Linked DNA regions of Mus musculus: region 2 is linked to region 1. The links are chromatin contacts, called in public HiChIP or PLAC-seq maps. All regions are on one chromosome and are shown on one strand. The core of a region is the stretch at or near the end of the contact, and the rest is flanking DNA. Distances in the headings are between cores, read along the strand shown.

Region 1 (6,105 bases), core at 1,658-4,157:
TAGGCATGCATAAGTGGTATCTGGGCTGTGGTGGGATCACTGAGCACAGTCTCCTGAGGCCTAGCCCAGACACCTTCTCTGGGCTCCTGCCCAATTACCTGAGTGGGCCTGCGTCTGCCTCATTTCTTCACCCTGCTATCCTTTATTCCTTCACCCCAGCTAATGTGTCTTCAGGGCAATCTATAATTGTTGGAAAAAATGAGTCTTTGTGTAACCAAACTCTACCTTGTAATTCTGAGTAAGTCACGTGACTTTCCCCCGTTTGTCCCAAGACTAACTGAACAGGACTTGCCTGTATGTGTCCAAGCCCCAAGGTGAAGGCTCTGGGCCTCTAGAGTAAAGAGAGCTGAGGCAGAGGCTATTCTGTCCAGGACAAGATAGATAGCATAGTGACCGAGCGTATCAGAACTGGACTGTTCAGAGCTGAGTTTTTTTCTCTACCAAGTATGAATAGTGTGACCCTGGCTAACGTGGCTTATACCCCTTGTACTTCAGTTGCCTTATTGGCAAAGTGCCATTAGTAATAGTTCTGACTTTATAGGAGGATACAGTGAACTAAAAATACATGTCCGTGCTTCAGACAGTGCCTAGCATGTAGCTGTACATGACAGCACTTAGTAGAATTAGTACCTCTGACCCATGGTTGTATAGGAAGGTGTTGGAGTATAGCAGCTGACTGGGAGGCCAGCCTTACTTCTCTGGTTTTGTGCAGACTCTTGAGACAGATACATGGTGCTACCTAGAGAGATTTGTTAACCCCACCCATGCCCTTGCTGTACTGGAATGCTAAGTCAAGATTTCTACCCTGTTTTACTACCATGACAAACTTAAAACTAACTCAAGGAACTCTTCCCTTGCATAACCAGAGATTTGTTTTTATTAATTATATGATTACAATACAGATTTATGTATGTATTAGATAACCACAAAGAAATGATTGAATTGTTTGCTGTCCTAAAGGTTAGCTTCACAGATCCCTGATAGTTGAAGTTACTCAGAACATGGAAAAATATTCAAATTGAATCATGTGCACATGTAGAGAGACAATGTTACATGTATGCCAGGGTGAGGATACGGTTTTAACGCTTTTGATTCCTTCACTTAACTGATACATAGGTTCTTTTTTTTTTTTAATTTCAGATTTTAGTAAAGGTAAATTATAACTCAGACTATACTCCCAGACCTTAAAGAATAACACTGTCTACTTTCTGCCTTTTTTTTACATTTTAATGCCTTTGTGGGGGTCTGTGGAGGTGGGTGGAGGGGAACTTATAGGTGAAAAATCAGCCTTTTAAAGCTCTGGGTTTTCCCCCCGTTGCTTGTCCTGAAACTTCGAGCATCAGCTCTCATCTGTCAAAGTGTAAATCAGCAATTAAAACCCAAACAGCCAAATGCCAAAGATGACCCGAAGCACAAAGCAACTGACAAACAAGTCCGGACAAATCGACGGGTAATTTATAAGCTTTGCCCTAAAATCTAATTATTTGGCAATTCGAATTTGCAGCCAGCCAGGGCTCGGCAATAAATTTAACCCGCCATAAATTATTTAGGAGCAGGCTGTGGTGTAAATCAAAACCACGAGTGTTTGTTTAAGAAATAAGCTCCTTGTGCATAAAATGCCCCCCCCCCCAAAGACACTGCTAGGCAAATCCTGCCCGGTGCATCCTCACTCCTCCCGATGAGCAGGAGGCGCCCCACTCACCCCAGAAAGGGTTACTGCTGTATCAGATTATATCCAGATCTAATAGGCATTGGATAAGCCCTACATGTTTGCTGTTTGTGGTTAGGTTGCCTCTGGATTTCGACCAAATCCTTTCGTACAGGGGATAGAAGGAAGGGCTAGATTACTTGTTATTATCTCTAAGTTGAGGAAATATCTGTTTGCTTTTCTTAGATTCACTTAGGCAGATCTGAAAGTGACCTTCTCAGTCTCCCATTTCAGATGGGATCACAGAAACATTAGCGCAGGGTGAGAAGAACGTGTGCTTTGGGAAAATGGGATAGACCACTACTGTCAGTAGTCCCCCTTGCTGCCAGTCCCAGTGGCCTGCTGAGCCCTTTCTGCTACTGACTTCTGTTGTTGTCTTACTGTCTTCGAGCATAACCCAGTGTCTACAGATAATTTAGTTGAAGGAAGTTTCCATACCCTAACAACAAGCCCTACAGGCTTATTTCCTGTGATCTTCAACAGTTGGGGGTGAACTTCCACTTGAAGTACCATTGCAGTCTTGTCATGTTTATTAAGGGACCCACTGAGACTCCTAGTCGATCAGTTTTAAATCAAATGATCTTAAAACCTGTGTTCTAGCTCGCTTATGTAGGAAAAAGCAAATGAATATTTGCTTGGTGCTTCCTTTGTTTTCTCTCCCTTCTGGGAGAAAAATTGCAGCTGGTATTTTACAGAGAGAGAGAGAGAGAGAGAGAGAGAGAGAGAGAGAGAGAGAGAGAGAGAGAGAGAGAGAGAGAGAGAGAGAATAGCAGGGTAAGAACCTGGATACTTTGAAAATTCTACATTTGGAGGTTTTTGTCCTTAGTTGTCAGTTATGGCCAGTTCCCAACCTCCCCACCGCCCCCAGACCAGCTATATTATTTCACTCTGCCCTCGGACAGCTGAATGGTGTAAGGTAACCTGTACCTGTTCCAATTTTGGCACCGGCAGTGGTGTGTTCTAGAGACCTCTGATTCCAGGCAAACTAGACAGTTTGGCTAAACCTGGGATTGAGTGGTTGGTAGCAGTTGAGGAAGGAAACTGTTCAGAGGTACAAGAATGGATGACTCTAGTAGTCATTGCTTGGAGTGCTCTGAATCTGGCCTGGTGCCACCATTTACCTTGTCATCTTAGGCAGATCACCTCCCAGATCCTGTGGAAAATCCCAGAAAGCAGAGTGCTTCCTGGTGACAGATACTAGCTCTGTCTCCTATTTGTCAGTTCCTCCCTGTTTGCACACAACAGAAGTTGAGAAAGGGAGGACCAAGAGGCAGATGCTGGAGATGCAGACTGAAGGCTCAGGTTTCTCCCTTCCTGAACTCAGCCTCGTGGCACCGATCTGGCTACAGAACTCAGAAGACTCTTCAAGAACATTCCTCTAGGACTTCTGTCTAGGCCATCCACACACACTACCATTGGGGCATTGAGGAGTGTGCTGCGTTCCCTATAGAACAGTCAGCCCTACTTGTCTCTTTTTCCCCCTCCTTTTTTGGAGTCCCAGCTCTGTCCTTTACCAGCAGCATAGTTGATAAGGGGCCATCACATCTTTGAGCCTTTGTTTATTGTAAAATATTAACAGTAATGATTTCCACCTAATAAGTTGTTTAGAGGATTAAGATAATTTCTGTTAGCCCTTAGCAGAGTGTCTACCCTCTACAGAAGAAACAAGAAGCAGAGGGAACAGGATGACTGCATTCTCCACATAGCAGAGAGTGCTGGGGACCTTCTCCTTTTGTTCTTTCCCCAGAGTCTTGAGCATGCTGAGAGAAGTGCCAGGCCTCACTCCTGTGCCTGGGTGCTTGGGATGTCTTCTACATAGTAGGTGCTTATCAGTATTGGTTTATGATCTGATGCTGGTGCTGATGACTTGACCCATCTCCCAGGGTTAGTGAGCTTAAGATAAGAAAATGAATGGCAAAGAACAAAAGCCTAACACTTGGTATGTCCCTCCACTGTCCATTGTTTGCTCAGTTGTCATGTCTACTTACTAATTCAAGCACTTCTCCAAGGCACAAGTTACTCATCTCTTAAGCTCCACTCTGTCTAACATAGTAGCCCCCTATGAATGTGAATGGCATAGGGAGATAAAGGAATTATGGAACTATTCTTAGAAGCCAGAAAGAGGCCTTATAAATACAGACTGGGTCTCCTTCCTCTGGAGCAGAAGCACTCAGCTGTTCCTGAGAGGACAACCAACCAAACAGCCCTCTTCTTTCTGGGGGATATAAGAAAATTGGGCAAGTGAAAAAGGAGAGGAGCAGGGATAATGCTGTCATTATCTGAGAGCAACCAGAGCTAAAAGCTAGCACTTGGACACATCTTCACAGATCTTTGGGTCGGAATTGATACCATCTACCTGAGGCATTGTGCAGGGCGGGGTGGGGGGTGGGGGGTGGGGAGTGGGAGTGTTGTCTTTTACCATTATCAGTCAAAACAGTCTACAGTCTAGGAAATGTTTGGCTTGGCTCAGGCACACCTGATGCATAGGTATGGCAGCTGGGTGCAGCGTTGGGTTCTTCTCCATGACTGTGCTGTGTGGCTTGCTGGACAGTGTGGGATGGAAAGAAGTTATCTGTAAGGTCTTTCTGCTCTGACCCCTCAGAGGGCCTTCCTTTTTACATTTGTATTTGTAATTTATGTGTGAGTGTGTACGTACATATAAGTACAAGTGCACTTATAGGCCAGAGGCTGCAAATCCCCCAGAACTTAGTGACAGCGGCTGTGAGCCACCTGATGGGTGTGAGTAATGAGAACTGAACTCAGGGTTTCTTCGAGAGCCATCTCCCCAGCTCCATTTAAAACAATTGTTTGTTTTGTTTTTAGGAATCTTTCTAGAGTCTTCTGCCATAAGCTCCTCTTTGCATTTCAGCGGTTCAGAGAACTAGGTCCTGTGCAGTCAGGTTGTTACAGTTCCTGATGCTTCTGAGGAAAGACTCCAGGATATGGCCATGTTGTGTATATGTGACTCCTGTGAGTCCCTCTTGAGTTTTGAGGACTAGGCCTGGCTGACAGGCCGATCTCACGTGCTCTGAGCCTTGGGTTTAGGCATCTTGGAGGTTTCTTTCTTTCTTTTTCTTTTTTGCTCCCATGGGAGCTGAGACAAGTCTCAGTGAGGTGAATTTGGTCCTTAGCTCTGTGTCCCTAGAGTGAAGGAAGCACTAGCAGGAGAGTCTGAATGCAGAGTGAGCTTCAGTGGGAGACTCAAGGCTGGGTTTTCAGAGCCTGCTGAGGAAGCTGGTACAGCTCTGGTCAGAGCAGGAGCTGAAGCACGTTCTGTTTTATAATACTAATGAAATTCCAGATTTGTAATAGCATCTCACATATCTAAAACAAACCGTGTGCTTGTAAAAAAGTAGAAAGAGATCAACTTTAAGCCATACATTCTTGGTAATAGAGGTTTTCCCCTATTTATGTTTGATAGATATTTTTGTTTCCAGAGGAATGTCAACTCCTAATTTCATAATGTATCACAGGCTTAAGAAAATTGAATTTAATAAAAGCCAAAGATGAATGGCATCCTTAAAGGTCCCAACACTTGTCTTTATTAGCAGGACAAACTGCAGGTCTCCAAACACTGTTTCTTTCCAAATGAAAGTTTAAATGAAAAGTACAGTTGTGTCACAGGTTAAATCTCATTTCGGGCCCAGCTAACGTTGTTAGTGAGGAGCTGCTGTATTTGTTTCCTTGGACACCAGGGCAGCCAAACTCACCAGGCTGTACAGCGCTTTCTATGGTGGGGGTGTGGTGGGGTGGGGTGGGGTGGGGTGGGGCAGGGCGGGGCGTGTTTCTCCTATTTAGTAGGAGAGGGAGGATTTACTACAAACTGGGGTTATGGTGGGGGTGGGGTCTAACTCATGCACCACAGCTCTTGGGAATTGTGGATATGTGAGTTTTTAGGAACAGTGTGTATGGTATATGTGTGTGTGAATGAATGCTCAACTTAGTTGTCCAAAGCAAAACTCCCCTCTGCTTGGGCTCCTTTATAGTGCTTTATGGGAACAAAGGCTTACCAGTTGGAGGACGAGGCCTTCACTCCACTGGGAGAAGAGGTGTCTATCAGGAGCCTAGGGAGCAGTCTGAGCCTTCCTGCCCTTAACCTTGCAGCCGTTTTGCCCTTCCTGTGTCTGGTAATAAGTTCTCTTCAGCTTCTTCATCTCTGGGGATCAGCTCAGGGGGACCAGGTAGGCTCCGGTCAGCTAATGAGTCTGGTCGAATGACGCTTTCACAGGGGTCACGTATCAGTACCTTGCTTATCAGATATTTACATTATGATCCATACAGTAGCAAAATTACAATTACTAAGTAGCAACAAAAATAATTTTCTGGTTGGGAGGGTCACCACAACCTTTAGCTGTATTAAAGGGTCACAGCATTAGGAAGATTGAAAACCACTGGCC
Region 2 (6,105 bases), core at 2,445-4,944, 100 kb after region 1:
CACAAAAGGACATAAGATGAAAATACTCTAATGTGTGCGCACACCTGGCTTCAGGGAGCAGGCTGGGAAACAGTGAGCTGAGAAGAGAGTCTGCTGTGGCAGTGAACCAGCTGTTACAGGGAATGCACCCCCTTCTGGAAGCTTAGAATTGAGCTAGGGGTGACCCGCACAATCCAATGAGGCTAGTTTTAAGGAGACTAAAGGTCTTGTTTCTGGATTTGCCACGCCCCCCCCAGCACCCACGTGTCAGCTCGCAGTCATAAGATTCCAGCCCCAATGGTTCCAGCTCCTCTTCCGCCTATACGGGCACTGCACCCGTGTGGTACACAGACACACATAGGCAAACCCTCATACACATAAAATTATTTTAAAGTCCTGTTTCTTGTATCTAAGACCACCTAGCAGCAGAGAAGGTGTTGGAGTGAAAGAAGAGTAGGAAACTAAACAGCCACCTTCAGCAGTGGTGGAGGTGAGAAGCCAAAAGCCCAAACAAAAGCAGCAGAGAAGGCACAGGCCTAGAGGCTGGAGTAAGAGGGAATCCCAGAGTTGGGCATGAAGGGCCAAGGAGGGTGCCACCCTCAGTGACTCCTGGACTCCTGTCCTGAGCAAGAGCAGAGGGAGAGTCACAGAGAGTAAGGCCCCTCAGGGAAGCAGCTTTAAAGGAAGAACATGAACTCACTCAATCTTACAGTCACCCAGAGCTTGCCAGAACGCATCCAGTCCTGACATGACTCTACTTTAAAATCTATGAGTGGCTCCAAGTTCTTAAGCTTGGTTGCTAAGGGCCACCTGGCATGGTCACTGTTGATCAACAGAGCCACACCTCCCTCCCATGACCCTACATGGAGCGTTAGGCTCTATCGGTATACGGGAATGCCCAGTGCAGCCACTACACGTGAACCTTTTTAAGTTACACTTTAAATTGCACTTTGTTTCAGGTGTGTAGGGATGGGATATTTGGAGGTCAAAGGACAACATTTCAGAGTCTGTTCTCTCCTTCCACCACGTGGGTCCCAGGGATCAACCTTGGCCGTAGGCCTGTCTGCAGGAGCCTCTGGGCCTTATATTCTTTTTATATTTTTCTCCGCCATGTTCTATGTGTATGAAGGAAAAAGAATCACTGTACCTAGTACCATCATCAAGGAAACTCCCATAACGTTCCAGCCTTCCGAGTAGTTTATCTCCTACTGACTGTAACTGTACCCATATTCCCCTGTCTCTCAATAACATGACGTTTTTAAGGACAGATACTTTGTCTGACTTATTTTTGTTCTCAGTGTTTAGGCTTCAACATGCTGGAACAGTAAGTACTAAATACAAACTGAGTGTTTTTTTAAAGATAAAAGAACGTCTGTCTTTCCCAGTCCCTCCCCCTCCCTCAAATACTTCACCTTTTCACTGAACTCTGTCAGTCTAGCTTCTCCATCAGTTGGCCCCTAGAGTCCTAAGAACGATACTGGGATGGAGGACACGCTGGTTTGGAATGAATGTGATAGAGCCACACTGGACAATGCTCAGTCTGAGAAGCCATCAAAGAGAGGGCGTCCAGGCACAAGATACGTCAGACTGAGAAAAATCTGAGTTTGAACTCCTGGTGTTTTAAGGTCTTAATTCTAGACTGTTCTGAGCCACACTGTTCCTTAGCCACAGGTTATACAATCCTAGCCTACTCTAGCTTTTCCTCTCAATGGCTGGATGAGACTGGAAAAGGCCCTGCTTTAGGTAAGGCTCTACAATCTAGACCAAAAAACTAACTGGTCTTGGTTTAGGGTGCTTAGCCATAAAGGGTGAAGAGCACAGGCTGAGATTTGATTGGTAACAAATACCACCTTCCCAGAGAGGCCCTCCCTGACCACTCTTAGTTTTGACAAGGTGGCTCAAACCTAAGTTTGATCTCTGGGGCCCAGCTCTCAAGTGTCCTCTGGTCTGCTGGCATGTGCCATACAAATGGTGACACAAACCAAATGGGACATTCAGAAAGGAGTATTAGTAAATGAGATCTTCTGGGGTGAGGCCATTAGCTGCTGAAGTAACAGAGCTAAAGAAGAACAATGAAGAAGCATGGAGAAGCAGGAAGCTGCACCTAGGATGCAGTTGTGAGGAGCAGCAGTACTTGAAGGGCCAAGGGAAGCCACTAAAACCCACAGGAGATCCAGAAAAGGGCGGAATGCAACAGGCAGAAGAAACCCACAAGCAGCACTTGACCTAGAACCGAGTGGGTAACTGAGGCTGGGACTGAGCACATCTGGAGCCAGCCCTGGGAGACTGGAGAACTCAGCAAGTGGCTCAGCTTTGCTCTGTTAGCAGCTCACCTTATTGAACCTGGCAAAAGGGTAGTCCTTGCCCTCCTCCGCCGCTCGTCGCCAGTGGAAAAACATAGCGCCGTCCTTTCGAGCTGGGTTAGTAAAAGGCATCCATTTCCAAGGGCGAACCTTCTTGGACCCCAGTTTCGCCTTCACTGTCCGATACCCCTGACCAGTGTCACTGGGCAGCAGTGGGGGTGCATCCCTGGCAGTGGAGGTGAAAGGTTAGAAGCAGGTGTGTGAAGAACCTCTAAAGCCATGAAGCTCAGTCTACCCCAGAATAAGGAAGTCATGTCCTGGAGCAAGACACTGAGCTGTCCTGCAGGAGGAGCCCTAGTTGGGGATACTGGCGTGGGGGAAAGTAGAAGAGAAAATAGGGACATAGGGCTATGCCTGGTGAGCTAGGGGAAACACGGAGGACTTGGGATTCCAATACTTGCTTTTTGTCAGAGTAAAGCAAAGCATAGACCTCCCGATGCATGCCCTCAGGCCTCTTGAAGGTCAGCGTCTCTGAGGACTTCTTGGACTTTTTCTGGGAAGAAAACCACAGGGAAAAAATGATGGCCCAGACCCACCCTTCCTTGAAGTTTTTACCCAGCCCAACCTGAACAAACAAATGCTGAACTAAAGTCCCGGGAACCCACTCATGGGAGCGTCTCTACACCGTCTGCACAGGTTTCCTCTCCCCGCTCGCGTCTGAGTTATCAGGGAAGAAAGTCCTTCCCTCACCTCAAGACTGTCACAATGTCTTGCTCTCTCTTCCCAACAACTTACAAGTGTCAGGTTCCCTCGGTCCTCTCGTCCGTTGGCGGTTTCCCCGCTCTCTTGGTCCCCACCTCCCAGTGTCCCCTCTTCGTTACATTAAGGGTGGCATGCTCTTGTTCCATTGTAGCTCTCCTTTTATTATCACTTCCACCATCTCTCTTCTGGTAACACCCCTTCCCATCCCTTCGCCAACACCTTCACCCACACTTCAGCCCGCTCAAATGCCCCTGCTACCTTGTCCGGGTTGATAATATCCTTTTTGCTGATGGTCCCAGAGGCGGCATCTCCCTCTGGACCCCCGAGTTCTAGAATGTCTCGTACATCTGCGCCCGTAGCCATCACGCCCGAGGGATGAGGTAGTACCCCGACGTCAAGGGTCGGTACCTGCAGAAAGACTGTGCTACCGTTAAGGGGGCGGTGTCCCTGCAACTCCCGCTCCAAGTGGGGGCAGGGTGAAGAGGCCAGCGCCAGAATGGTCCACACCAGGTTTGGGTGCTGCCTCGTTCTCCGCCTCCCCGCGCAGGTGTCCCTTACGGTCACACTGTCCTCCCTGCCTCGCCATCCCCGGGGAGCCACACCTGAGTCCCCCCAGCTGTAGCCCACTCCTCAAATTACCTCTCTCTGAAGACCCACGGATAGGAACTTCCGGCTGTGCGTCGTAGAAACGCAACCCTTAGAAACACTTCCGGTCGGTGCTTAGACAAACAGGAGCCGGCTAGCAACCCAGTGTGCAAGCTACCGGGCAGGCTGAGTCGCTCGCCTGGAATTCCTGCTGTGCTCCCAGGAATCCGCGCGAGGCGATGCGGGGCTTGCTTTTGACATTTACCTTCTATTTCTCTACATTGTGTCCCGGGCAATGAAAAGAAAACCTGAAGAGAACTCTGTGACATTGAAAAGTCACTTATTTTCTCAAAACCTATTTCAAAACACTTAATTTGTTTACAAAATGAAAATTGTAACAGCTCCTGCTTAAGTGAAATACCAATAACCCATGTAAAACAATGGCACAGTGCCTGGAACATTATTTTTTTTCTTAATTAACTGGATTAATGATAGTAATTGCCTCTGCTCATTCAGTGCCTCTCTATATTACCAGGCATTGCCATTGTGCTAAACTTTCAAAGCAGAGCTAAACTAGCTTCTCCAGCTGCCAAGAGAGTAAAATAGAAGCTCTCTCTCTCTCTCTCTCTCTCTCTCTCTCTCTCTCTCTCTCTCTCTCTCTCTCTCTCTCCCTTCCTCCCTCCCTCCCTCCCTCCCTCTCTGCCTCCTCCTTCCTATCCCTTTTCTTTCCCCACCACCCAGGGTGGCCTCTTAACTCACAGCGATCCCCCTGCCTCTCAAGTGCTGGGATTACAGGAATGTGCCACCAGGTCAGGCTCTTAACTTCTTTATTTAATTTACAATTCCCCTAAAATGAGTTGTGAATCTTGACTCTTTTTTTTTTGGGGGGGGGGGCAGTGTAATGTACAACACACACACACACACACACACACACACTGTACTGTCAACACACAAACTAGAGTTATCTGATAGATGAAAACCTTAACTGAGAAACTGCCTTTAAGATCCAGCTGTAAGGCATCTTCTTATTGAGTGGTCAGTGGGGATGGCCCAGCCCATTGTGGGCGGTGTTATTCCTTAGCTAGTAGTCCTGGGTTCTATAAAAGGCTGAGCAAGCCAGGAGAAGCAAGCCTGTAAACAATACCTCTCCATAGCTTCTGCATCAGCTCCTGCCTCCAGGATCGTACCCTGTTTGAATTCCTGTCCTGAATTCCTTTGGTGATAAATAGCAATGTGGCAGTATAAGCCAAATAAACCCTTTCCTCCCCAACTTGCTTTTGGTCATGGTGTTTCATGGAAGCAATAGTAATACACACACATACCACGCCACATGTCTATGTACTTAGGTTGTCAATATGTAGGAATGACTAGAAGCCCTTATCTTGTTTTCACAAGGGAGTATGTCATTTCAACTGCTTTAACAGCTATCAGTCTATTTACTCTTGACTCCCATATTAGTAGTCGCTATCTCCTGCCCCCCTCCAAGTACGGCCTAAAAGAAAAAATGACAAGGGGCTGGAGAAATGGTTCAGTGGTTAAGGGCACTACTGCTCTTCCAGAGGTTCTAAGTTCAATTCGCAGCACCCACATGGTGACTCACAACCATCTGTAATGGGATCTGATGCCTTCTTCTGGTGTGTCTGAAGAGGGCAACAGTGTACTCACATAAAATAAAGGAAGAAAGAGAAAGGAAGGGAGGAAGGGAGGAAGGAAGGAAGAAAGAAAGTTGAAAAGAAAAAGAAAAATGACAGACAATATTAAGTGTTGGTGAGGATGTGGAGTAACAGAAATCTAACACATTGCTGGTGGTAGTTAAATAATTATAACCACCTAGAAACACTGTTTGATTCTGTCTACTAAAATTAAACATACAGAGACTTCCTGTCACAGAAACTCTACTCCTGGGTGTATTCTGTATACTAGTAAATATAGTCTGATGAAGATAATTGCTTATGTTCATCAAAAGATATAAATAATAAACAAGGGCTTGAGAGAAGACTTGGTGATTAAGAGCATTTGCTGCTTTTCTGGAGGACCTGGGTTCTGTTCCCAGCACCCATATGGTGGCTTTCAATTATCTGCAACTTGGGCTGGGCACGGTGGCACACACACCTTTAATCCCAGCACTCCCTATACAGAGACAGATGGATCTCTGTGACTTCAAGGCAAAGCCTGATGCAGTGGCTCACAGGTTTAGTCCTAGCACTTAGGAGTCTGAGCTCTAGGCAAACTTGAGCATTGTAGTAACATACACACACACACACACACACACACACACACATGACACAGGCATGTAATCAGAGGTACTAAGGAGCCTGAGACAGGAGGATGGCAAATTCCAGGCCTATCTGTGGTGCCAAGCTCAAGATCAGCCTAGGCAACTTAGTGAGACCCTGTCATAAAATTTAGAACTTATTTAGGATTGCAGTACCCACATAACAAATGCATGCACACGTGCACAGGTACATGCTCGCAC

What was found. HiChIP or PLAC-seq counts read pairs in DNA pulled down with a chosen protein or histone mark.
Region 2: a contact with region 1 is called in an H3K27ac HiChIP or PLAC-seq map of extraembryonic endoderm stem cells. The contact joins the promoter of Dmap1 here to the enhancer-like site in region 1. A contact is called at or near these places in 7 of 39 promoter capture datasets (the HPC-7 cell line, cranial neural crest, fetal liver and 4 more), 4 of 484 Hi-C or Micro-C datasets (the G1E-ER4 cell line, granulosa cells, haploid embryonic stem cells and 1 more), 3 of 115 datasets of contacts at active chromatin or transcription factors (embryonic stem cells and extraembryonic endoderm stem cells) and 3 of 9 other capture datasets (adipose tissue, embryonic stem cells and pancreatic islet).

The regions. Positions count from the first base shown.
Region 1 is chr4:117,574,969-117,581,073 of GRCm38.p6, forward strand. The region is part of intron 3 of Eri3 (exoribonuclease 3); the gene reads left to right. Among named protein-coding and RNA genes, the nearest start is that of Eri3, 28 kb to the left of the region's middle. Within about 2 kb of position 2,908, at least 11 of the 459 cell types and tissues checked have an H3K27ac peak or open chromatin away from gene starts, as enhancers often do. A contact at or near this core is called in extraembryonic endoderm stem cells, where this site is marked.
Region 2 is chr4:117,678,531-117,684,635 of GRCm38.p6, forward strand. It overlaps Dmap1 (DNA methyltransferase 1-associated protein 1), which reads right to left and starts at 3,695. Exons shown (of 11, transcript NM_023178.2): 1 at 3,684-3,695; 2 at 3,303-3,452; 3 at 2,744-2,835; 4 at 2,313-2,508. The coding sequence starts at 3,407.